Regions from separate parts of the Mus musculus genome. Here region 1 is linked to region 2. Evidence: chromatin contacts called from public HiChIP or PLAC-seq data. All regions are on one chromosome and are shown on one strand. The core of a region is the stretch at or near the end of the contact, and the rest is flanking DNA. Distances in the headings are between cores, read along the strand shown. Region 1 holds the start of Brpf1 (bromodomain and PHD finger containing, 1). Region 2 overlaps Srgap3 (SLIT-ROBO Rho GTPase activating protein 3).

What was found. HiChIP or PLAC-seq counts read pairs in DNA pulled down with a chosen protein or histone mark.
Region 1: a contact with region 2 is called in an H3K4me3 HiChIP or PLAC-seq map of craniofacial prominence, with 4 times the contacts expected there. The contact joins the promoter of Brpf1 here to the enhancer-like site in region 2. A contact is called at or near these places in 3 of 39 promoter capture datasets (cranial neural crest, hippocampal neurons and pre-B cells), 3 of 115 datasets of contacts at active chromatin or transcription factors (the NIH/3T3 cell line, astrocytes and craniofacial prominence) and 1 of 9 other capture datasets (liver).

Annotation. Positions count from the first base shown.
Region 1 is chr6:113,303,327-113,308,783 of GRCm38.p6, forward strand. Brpf1 (bromodomain and PHD finger containing, 1) reads left to right here and starts at 3,811. Exons shown (of 13, transcript NM_030178.2): 1 at 3,811-4,011. It overlaps Cpne9 (copine family member IX), which reads left to right. Exons shown (of 21, transcript NM_170673.3): 21 at 1,110-2,245. The coding sequence ends at 1,295.
Region 2 is chr6:112,725,472-112,730,626 of GRCm38.p6, forward strand. Srgap3 (SLIT-ROBO Rho GTPase activating protein 3) reads right to left here. Exons shown (of 22, transcript NM_080448.4): 20 at 4,178-4,327; 21 at 1,742-2,069. Among named protein-coding and RNA genes, the nearest start is that of Gm26799, 28 kb to the left of the region's middle. Within about 2 kb of position 3,415, at least 127 of the 459 cell types and tissues checked have an H3K27ac peak or open chromatin away from gene starts, as enhancers often do. A contact at or near this core is called in craniofacial prominence, where this site is marked.

The DNA of each region.
Region 1 (5,457 bases), core at 2,561-5,060, 580 kb after region 2:
GAATTCATGGCCAGTGTGAGGCCTTTATGAAACCCTGTCTAAACAAAGGAAAAATTGTTTAAGAGCTGTGCACAGAAGTGTGTGCAAGTGTGCATGTATATGTGTATATATGTGTGTATGTGTATATATGTATGTGTGTGTGTGCCTGTAATTCTTGCACTTGGAGGCTAAGGCAGGAGGACTGAGAGTCCCAGGCCAGCCTAGGCTATGTAATAAGATTATCTCAAAAGAGGAACACAAAAGAAGATACTTTAGATCCCTTTGCAGGATTTGATGACTTGTTAATACACTGATAAGGACTACTCTCAATTTTCTAGTGTGAAAGGTCCCACTGACTGGGTAAGGCGAAGCTAGAGGCAGAGATAGGTCCGGAAGACTTGGTATTCAATAGGTAAAGCTGGGTTTGGGGGATCTGTGATAACTGAAGGAAAACGTAGTTTTAGCAACTAAATGGGCAGTTCTGGGCCAGGGTTAGGTACAGTGGCTACAGCTCAAGCTGTTAGGAGGCTGAAACAGGGGGATCCCAACAGAATGAGACCCAAGGACAGAGGCAAACACGGGGCTCTGGAGGGTGCTTTTCCCTGCCCTCCCTTTATTAACCTCCTTTCTCTGGCAAACTGCTCTTCCCTCTCAATCCCAACGCCTCCCTCTCTTGCTCCCAAGTTCAACGCTCTCCTTCCCAGCACTCGAGTAGAAGGCAGATGGATCTCCCTGAAGGCCAGCTTGGTCTACATGATGAGTTCCATGATAGCCAGGGTTTCATAGAGAGACAGGGTGAAAGGGGGGCAGTTCAGGAAAACCCAGAGGAGTGGAGTTGACACGAAGGGAAGCTTCTAGAAAAGGAGGGGGGAAGAGTGTGGTGTCAGGAGTAGTGATGTGGTTCAGTGGTAGGCAGCTTGTCTTGCATATACAAGATCCTGCGTTCAATGTCCAACACCCGACACAAAGAATTGGATGCATTCAGAAGGATGACATTCAAGTACAGTGAAGCTAAAGAGACTCTCAGAAGAATAGTGATAGTTGGAAAGAAATGTTAGGGGTCAAAGATGAAACTTGAGTGCTACCTACTCCCTTGGCCGAAGCTCACCTTTCTTTCCTGTCTGTCCCAGTTTGTCCCATTCCGAGATTATGTTGACCGATCGGGGAACCAGGTGCTGAGCATGGCCCGACTGGCCAAGGATGTACTAGCTGAGATTCCTGAACAGTTGCTCTCCTATATGCGCACCAGGGACATCCAGCCTCGACCTCCTCCCCCTGCGAGCCCCAACCCAACCCCAGCCCCAGAACAGCCCTGAGGACTTCACATAGCCAATGCTTAGCAGTCTGCTTACCTGTCTACCCACTGCTGGAAGTTAAAGGCACCTGGAGCTCTGAACCTGACCAGGAGGGCCATCTAGGTTGATCAGTGCTGGCTGACAAGCTTTTTGCCCCCTGACTTCAGAAAGGCTTGGCATGATCACCACCTACCGCCTCATGACAACAATAAAGCTCATCTTACGCAGTCTCTGTCTCATGGGTGTTGGAGAGGGAGACTGAGGGACCCAGAGCCTGGGGTCACATCAAGAGTGAGGGAGTAATGATAACTTCAGTGAGGTTAACATCCATCCTAATGCACTCATCCAGTCACTTCTATATAAAATTTCAAATATTGTAAGAAAACGTGTGGGCTGGTGAGATGGCTCAGTGGCTAAGAGAACTGACTGCCCTTCCAAAGGTCCTGAGTTCAAATCCCAGCAACCACACTGTGGTTCACAACCACCATTAATGAGATTTGATACCCTCTTCTTGTGTGTCTGAAGACAGCTACAGTGTACTTATATATAATAATAAATAAATTTTTGGGCCGGAGCAAGCAAGATCTGAGCAAGCAGGGTTGATCAGAGCGAGCAGAGGTCCTAAAATTCAATTTCCAACAACCACATGAAGGTTCAGGTGTACAGCTACTGTGTACTCATCTGTACAGCTACAGTGTACTCACATACATAAAATAAATAAATAAATCTTTAAGAAAACTTGTTATACATACTTGAACACTTTTTTCCTCAGGACAGACCCATAGCTTTCATGAGATTTTCTAAAAGGTTCTTCACCCCAAAAGAGCTAGCTTTAAGACAACTGTGAGGTCCTAGTGGTACAAGCCTGTAATCACAAGTTCAAGGCCAGTGTAGGCAACTTATCTGGACTTTGTCATTAAAAAAAAAAGTTTTGTTTTGTTTTTTAATAAAAAAGAAACGGCTGTTGTGATATATCCCTGTCCTTGTGTGTGCAAAGCCTTCAATAATGAAAAAAAGCTGTATAACTTCTTTGATTCATTTATTTTGGTTGTTTTGTTTAGATAGGGTCTTGCTGTATGGCTCAGCCTGACCTGGAACTCATAAGCAGTTGGAGCAATCCTAATTCAATCCTCTTGAGTGCTGCGATTACTGGTTTATTCTGAATTTTCTGGATGAGTATAATAGCTTGTATTTTCTTTGTGCATGCGAATCTTATACAACAGACACTGTATTAGGCAATTTACAGTCTTCAACTCTCTTAATCCTTATCATAACCCCGGGACAGAGGGACTATATATTATCCCCATTTAATAATGAGAAACTCCGCTGCAATAAGCCATTTCTTTATAGAAACCACCGATTTTACGCCAGACCCCCCCTTTTGACCAGGAAACAACTTGGAGTGCTGGTTTTATTGGCATTTCTCGGGGGAAACGTGTCATAAGAAAACGTGCACTTTAGGGAGCTGAATACCAAGTCCGCATGAAAATAAACCGCGTTCTCAGTGACTCTAGCATCTTGGAAGACTATCATACTCTTCAGTGACAAAACTACAAGCACTGCTTGACAATGATGATCCCTGACATCCAAATTCTCTGAAACCCCCAGGAACTGACAGAATTTTCGAGTTCCAGGTTTACAATTGAAGAACCCAAAGAAGAATTTCCCACGATCACACTTGAGGTGTCAGTCATATTCAATGGGCTGTGTGTTTTGATACCGTCTTCCAATCAGCTACCGGTAACCTTGTAGTCCAGCGCTGCCAATCTGAGTCCTACAGTTTTACTGGAATGCACTGGAACCTCCCCAAACTCAGTTCCCTCATTAGGGCCACGCCTCGTCACCCTTCAGTCTCACATTTCAGCGGAAGCCCCGCCCCTTACGTTCCTAAGTCCCGCCCTTACCCTGCAGCACTGTGGTGCGCTTTCCCAGCTGTAGCTTCATCCCTAGTTTAGCTCCACCTTCCAGGCTTACCCAAAGCTCCGCCCTTCGTTACTTGGGCCCCTCGGGCCCACTCTTCCGGCTGCGGTCGTCGCATCAGGGCACCGCTTTCCCGCAGCTCCACCCCCTAAACACAAGCCCCTCCCGCGCCGGCCTAGTCTTCCCACGTCGCCCCGCCCCTGACCATATCTGCGGGCCTCTGCGGCTCCCTTGCGTTCGTCCGGCTCTAGGCCCTGCCCTCAACTCCGCCCCACCCGGCGCTCCCGCCCCGTTCCTCCCAGTCGCCTTCCTCGGAGACCAAGGCCAGGTCCCTACCGCAGCAGTCGCGCCAGCAGGAGGGAGGGAGCAGGCGGCGGCAGAGGGGGAGGGGAGAAGGGCGGGCTCCTCACGCCCAGCCTCGCGCTGCCTGTCCGTAGTCGCAGATTCGCCACAAACGGCCCGAGGACTCAGACTCCCCAAAACTGAGCTTTCGCTCGCCAGAAACTCCACTTAGAACATGGAGGCGCTTGCTGAGCCCTTTAAGGTGTCCAGAGATCTTTTTCAGACCGACAGGTTGGTCTCAAGCTCCTCAGTAGACCGGCGAGGAACCGTGGCGAAAGTGCGTCTATACAGCGCCACGGGACCACGTTTACCCTGGCGGACGCCGTCGCCGTCGCTGCTGCTGCCGCCGCTGCCACAGCCTTTGCCGCCACGGTCTCGCCGCTGCTGTTCCTGTGCCGCCTCCAGGAGCCCCCCCATTGTCCCGGCGGCACCGGGTTCCCAGGCCAGAAGATCCAAAAGCTCGGGAAACGCGAAGGTGCTTGCGGAATTGCGACGCTGGGGCACCGGCGGGACCAGGAGTGGCAGGGGTCAGCGCGGGAAGCCGGGGGAGCCGGGCCAGAGAGTGCGGGGCAGGAGCCGGGGCGGCCAGCTTCGCTTCCGAGAGTTCGGGTTTCCCCTTCTCGGCCCGTCTCTCATCGCCGGCCTCCCACACGGGGTTGGAGCCCCGGCGGGCGCCCCCGGCGATGAGCCCAGACTGGAGGTGGCCGGTGAGTACGGGCCGGGGCCGGGAGGTAGTGCCAGTGGAGAAGGGGCAGCCCTGGCGAGGCGCCTTAGGCTCCTCCTGAGCCCCTGGAGCAGGGAGAATTGACATGCCATTCGTTCGTGGGGAGCGTCCGCGGCAGCAGTGTTCCCTTTGAGGCTGCCTGGGCCAGAGGCAGAAGGGAAACCTTGTTTGACTTGTTACACTTTGACAAAAGGGAAGCGGCGCAGCATCCGGGAGATTGGGCTCTAGCCCCGCGGGCCTTGTCCCACCCCTTACCCCTTACTTCCTTCTGCTCCTGGAGTTCCCGGGAGTAGGTGCTTCCGCCATATCCAAGGGCCCCAGGGCTTTCAGAGCTAAGTTCTGGACACCTTCGTGCCTCTGACGCCAGGTCCCTTGGGGCACTGTGCTAGTTCGGGAACCAGGGCAGCAAAGCCAGAACGGCAGCGTTCACCAGGGACCCGGCTTGGAAAGTGTTGAGCTTGTTTGTACCTATAATTGGTTTTGTGTTTAAAGGCACAGCAGCAGGTAGGAAATAGAAGTGAGTTGGAATTGAATGTGTAGCTTGGCTGACTTGCTGTCGATAGATGGACGAGAGCTGCCCATTCTTGTAGTTAAGCCTCAGGAGAAGGAAGGAAAGGCTGAGAGTTAGTGTTTGTCAGGGAGGTTAGGCAGGCCCTGCATTGGTGGTCCTAGGCACTAGTTCAAACTAGTCCTGAGAGAAATTGGAGCGGTACCAGACTAAGCTGGGCTCCCTGGGGTTTGGTGCCATCTGCTGTCTCTACTCACCCAGAAACTGAGGTGGGGGAGGGTTAGCCTTTGAGAACCTTGGAACATAATGCCTAGATTTTTGTGATCATGTTTGTGTCCTGGCATTCAGTAGGCCCTGAGTTAATGTTGCATGAATCAGTAAATGAGGAAACCAAGTGTAGCCTGTGCCGTTTGTCCTGCGGAAATGACCATTTCACAAGGTTTCTCCCTATATCTCCCCACCCAGTTCCAGGGTGAGGTTCCCCATTAAGACTTCAGCGATGCACTGATTGTGTAGTTCAATGGTTTCTGTTGGAATCTAGGACTCAGTCATTGGCCACTCACTCAGGCATACAATAAGCAACGTTTAATGCGTAATCTGATCTTCCTCAACTCCTAATCTGGTGGTCTTCTCATTCAGCTATTCACAGGTTTCATGGTATTTGCCCAGGCTTGGGAGTCCAATGCATG
Region 2 (5,155 bases), core at 2,165-4,664:
TTCAGGGCATTTGGAGACCAGAGAATCTAGGGTGAATCCATCTACTATTTGAGGTTCTCCATACCACCTCCCCTTTGACTCAGAGATGAAGTTGAACAAGTAGGTAGCTGGCCAGCGTCTTCTTGACTGTTTCCACCGTTTCCCATGAGCTTCAGTTTCACTTCCACCGGTGAAAAGCACTATCCAGTTAGAGTGGGTGTGCACTCTGACAATGTGCATAGGATTGCTGAGTGTATTTCTTAGACTAGGCTGACGAAGTGCTCCCCAAATAAAACTAAAGAAGTCTGGCAATGGAATACACTCTGTTCTTGCTGGAGATCCACAGTGCTCAACAAACTATTGCAAAGCTCTAAAATGTCTTGTCAATACACATTTCTACTTAGAGTACCACAGCATAAATGATGCTAACTGCAGAATACCCCACAGGTATCTCATAGCAGTCTGCGATGTGTTAGACACAGTGCCCCAGACTGCATTTGAATGGCCATGTAGAGCGCCTCAAGCCAGCTTTATGAAGCCTCTGCCCCATTGTGACTGGCAGAGTCTTTAGAAGATTCTAGGTGCTAGGGGGATGGTTCTCAAGAGATTAGCCTTCAAGGATAGAAGGTCAACTTGGCTGTCTCCTTTGCATGGCCCATGCCAAGGTACTGACCCCAAGTACTCTCTGGAAGTAGGCATCAGTACATGAGGTAGAGGCCACGTGTGGAGTTCTAGCTGGTGGTGCATTGCTTCCAGTCAGGGGATTCTCTGAGGATCTTCCCTGGACTCTTGTAAGGACGTGCTCAGAAGCTCACAGGCTAACCTCAACCCCTTCTGAATGGTACTCAAAGGCCATTAGCACAAGAGATTTCCCCTCAACCTGCAGGGTCTCTTGGGCCCCGTTATCTCTTAAGTGAGAGATAGCATCAAGAGAGGTGTGTAATGGACCGCTGCCCCAAATTACAGCTAGGGCAATAACAATGGAGACTTCTGGGAATGCAATATCCAAACTAGACATGACCAGTGACGTGAACTGGTAAACAATGCATTGTGCTGTTCATCTGGCCAGTGTGTGGGGGGGAATCAAACAAAAAACAAAAACAAACACAAAAAACAAACAAAAACGAACAGGAAGTACTCTAGAAGAGCCTGAGCTAGTCTTCCATTCTGCTTCTACTATTCAGTCCTGCCCATCTCCTCATCTCCTCCCAGTGCATTACTTCTAAACTGTAGACTCTCAAAATATGATGTAACCCCTCCCCCCACTTATTAAAGATGCCTAGCCTAGCAGCCATTTCGTGTCGGCAGTTCTCTTTAACTCTAAGCTCACATGGGCAGGGCCAAAGTGCATCAGGTCTCCACTGTACTTCATCGAAGGTGATGGATGTCACCCAACAGATGCCCAGTCAAGATTCATCACTAAATCAATAGAGTCATGAACAAAGGACGGATGCATGCATGGATACATGGATAGATACATGCATGGATACACGGACTTAATCATAGCATCTCAGGGAGAGGGCTGCCATTGTCCCAGTCCCATAACCCAGCTACCCTCTCTCCAGCCTGAACACTGGGGGGGGGGGTGTCTTCCAGTCTTTCCAAGGGCCATAGCTAGTGGCATGGAAAGGAAGCCAACTCATTGTCTTGTCTGACTCAGTCTCAAGTCCCACCAAGGCCACTGTGGTCCCCACTCTGCACTTCCCACCCTCTGTCCCACTGGGTGTCTCACTGGCCTAAGTGTCTTCTGTGGGGCCCTTACTTCTGCCAGGGCCTCAGCCTCCAGGGACTTGTGGTCCCCTAGGCTGCTGTGTCGCGTGGAACCGCAAGTCGACCTCATGGAGAGCCCTTCTGTCAGCGCCTTCTTGTCAGGGTAGTTGATACTGCCAGCGCTCCCGAAAGTCGCCATCCTTCTCTTCTCAGGGCTCTCGATCCGTCCCCGGCTGAGGGGGATTTTGTGGGGGCTGCTGGGGCAGGCAGCAGCTCGGGGTGGCGTGTCTATGCTGGGACCCAAGCCCCGGGGTGGGCTGTGTGTGTCGCCCCCACTTCGGCGCCTGGGGATGGCTGCTCCGTCGGACCGTAGTCGCACTCTGCAAAGGAGCCAGGGGCAGGAAGTATGGGGCAGAAGTCAACCCTCGCCAGTCTCAGAATGTACCAGCCAACCCCCATGCTACAGCTACACAGGAATCTAGAGGAGCTAGCACAGTGAAGCCTCATTCAGCCAGAATGAACACTTTAGCAATAAAAGGCGGGCTCAGACCTGTGACACCTCCCCTAAAGGGGAGGAGTAACCTGACCCAGGGAGGAATGTGGAGAGTGGGAGCCAGGCTGGCCATGGCAATACTGCAGACCCTAAGGTCAGTAGATTCTAAGGTCAGATCGGGGCAGGAAGATTCCAAACTGGAAATGCTGTGGCCAGCTCTGGTCATATATAGTTTGAAGCCTTTCAGATTCTAGCTGGTTTGAAACACTGAGGCTTGACTGTACCAAAAGGCCACAGTAAGCACAGGAGGGGACCTCTAGGAACAAAACACCTGTTCACTGTTGTCACCCACCAATGGAAACCAAGTCGTTGAAGAGTGAATACATCATTTTAAACTATGCTTCTGGTCTATGGGTACCTTGTCCACCTCCAGTGCTCTACTGGTATAAAAGGGTATGAGCTGCTTATGAAGGGAGGGCACAAGCCTTTGACCCATGTCTGCCACAGCTTTCCTGTATTCTCCCAAGTCCATCCGGTGAATCAGCTACATCAATGAACTATCATCTCTCACCTGCCCACATCTGAGTGGGTTTAAAAATAACTTAAAGATGGCTCTGTCCTATGGAAGTCCCCTAAGATACAGAGGTCTTCATGAGGGGAGGGAAGAATGGGATGCTGGGAATGGACCAAGTTCCATGAGACTGGTGGCAATTCAAACCCTCTGACCCCAGCAAAGCTAAGCAAGCCTGGAGGTGGCCCAATAGGACCAAAGCATAGGTGTTGGGGAGGAAGAGGCTTTTGAGAAAGAAAAGAAGAAAGATGAGCGAGGCAAGAGGGGAGAGAGACAGGAGATGATATGGCCCTCCTAGGAGCAGGGGACCATGCCATTCTCATCGGTGGACCCCAGTCTTTGACTTCTCTGTGGACTCTATCATCCTGCAGTGTCCAAAGCCAAACTGAATAGACTTAGCTCTAAAAAGAGCCATCAGGACCTCAACTAAAATAAATTCTTGAGTATGCTCCCATTGTATGCTGACACAGGTGGCTTCCAATCTCTGGAAAGACTGGGTTGATTACATGACCCTTCTGCAGCAGGGGTGGGGGTGGGGCACACAGACTTGACATTCCAAGAGAACCCGGGGTTGGGGGTGAGGCAGAGTGACAGGCTGTTAGCTTTCTCTCTTGTTCCTGTTCCCAGGAGGACTTGCACAGCGCCTTGCTGGCAGAAGGGTCATGTGATGCAGCCCAGCCTCTGTGAAGAAACTGGCAAATCTGCTCCCACTAAACAGGTGGGCGGAGTCGGGTATCAACTTTCACTGGCACAAAAGGAGGTGTGAGCTCTCTGTTTAAGTGGTGTGTTTCAGGGATGGGGGACTGTGGGAGCTTTAGATCTTTAAAAATGTTGTATGACAAATCACCTCCAGCAGAAAGCTGGAAGGATCCGGGAGCTGCTGGAGAAAGGAAGAAAAGCACTCGCCAACTTCTCTCTCTCTCTCTCTCTCTCTCTCTCTCTCTCTCTCTCTCTCTCTCTGTGTGTGTGTGTGTGTGTGCGCGCGTGCGCGCGCGCGCGCGCGTCTGCCTCTCTTAGTACTCAAGACAGTCTTATTGCTCTGTCTCTCTCTCTGTGTCTCTGTCTCTCTGTGTCTCTCTCTCACTACTATCATATTAAATTTTCAAGACAGTCTGACTATGTGGTCAGGCTGGCCTATGATTATTATTTAAAATAAAAAAGTTCTATGAGCCCAGCATATGTCTTCCTCCACCTTCTTCAATGCCCCTCCCCTCCCCCTCAAAGCTGGGTGGCTCACACCCGAGAATCTTTGGGTCCTTCCAGCCAGCCCACCCAGCTGTTCCCAGGGTCGTGGCTTGTAGGATCAAGGTGCTGTAACAGCCTTCTCCTCCCCTTCCTGCCCTCTTGCTTCTCCCAATTCAGACACAAACAAGCAAATGGGTACTAGTGAAACAAACAAACAAAAATGAACCCATGTTTCCTACCGGCCCATCACCCCCCCAAAGCCGTAATCAGAGATGTGCTCTGTGGGGGACTGGAGGTCATTCTTGGAAGAGGCCTTGTCATCCAGCAGTGGCCCACTGCTGGCCTCGCTGTCAGCCTTTTGGCTCAGGCTATCGGAGAAGGCATCGTCCCTGGGGAGGAGAGAGACAAGAGTTGGAGGTGGTTCTCATGCTCTTGAGGAAGGACCGGGATGCCCAGAACTCCTTCACAGCTGTCTGCACACACCTATGGCTATTCCAGCAGCCCAGGGTGAACACCTTCCCTCCACACACACCCACCACAATGCTCGCATAGCCAGGCTTGCTAGCAGGTGGCTCCCTTGTAGTCTACCCCTATATCTCTGTTTCTTTATCTTTTACTAGCTTGTTCTTTTAGACCCTTTCAATGATGGAGACAGGTTGAAGAAATGGGGGTTGGAGTCTGCAAGCTGGGTGTGGGATACTGAGTGCTGAGTCTCCCAGCATAGGGTGCTGTATGCTGAGTTTCCTATGGCTCCATACAAGGTGGTTCAGAGCCAAGCAAGCAAGGAAGGGCCACTTCAGTCCCTTATCTCCCTATCTGCGGTACAGGATTCTTGTGAGGTGGCCCATGCTTTTAGGGGTGCCCTGCCAGTTTCCCTCTATAGCCTTCTCCTTCCAGTGACTTGCCCTTGCTGTCAGAGGTCTGTGGACTCCAGGGCTGCCAGTCGGCCTGCTATTACAGCATCCCCTTTCTCATTCACTTGGCCTTTGCACAAGCTGAGAACCTTCTCTCCTGCATCACAATATAGGCTTAGGATTCCCTTCCTGTGGAGCTTAGCTCCATAGCTACTACCAGGACAGGCCAGCTCTGCTAAGCCTGTCCACGCTGGAAAGGAATGAGAGAACCCCAAACAAAGTGTTGATTTCTTGAACTTTCTGGGCAGTGCTGGATTCTTAGGATGTGTGGCTTTTTTTAACTCCTTAAATCATTACAAATGA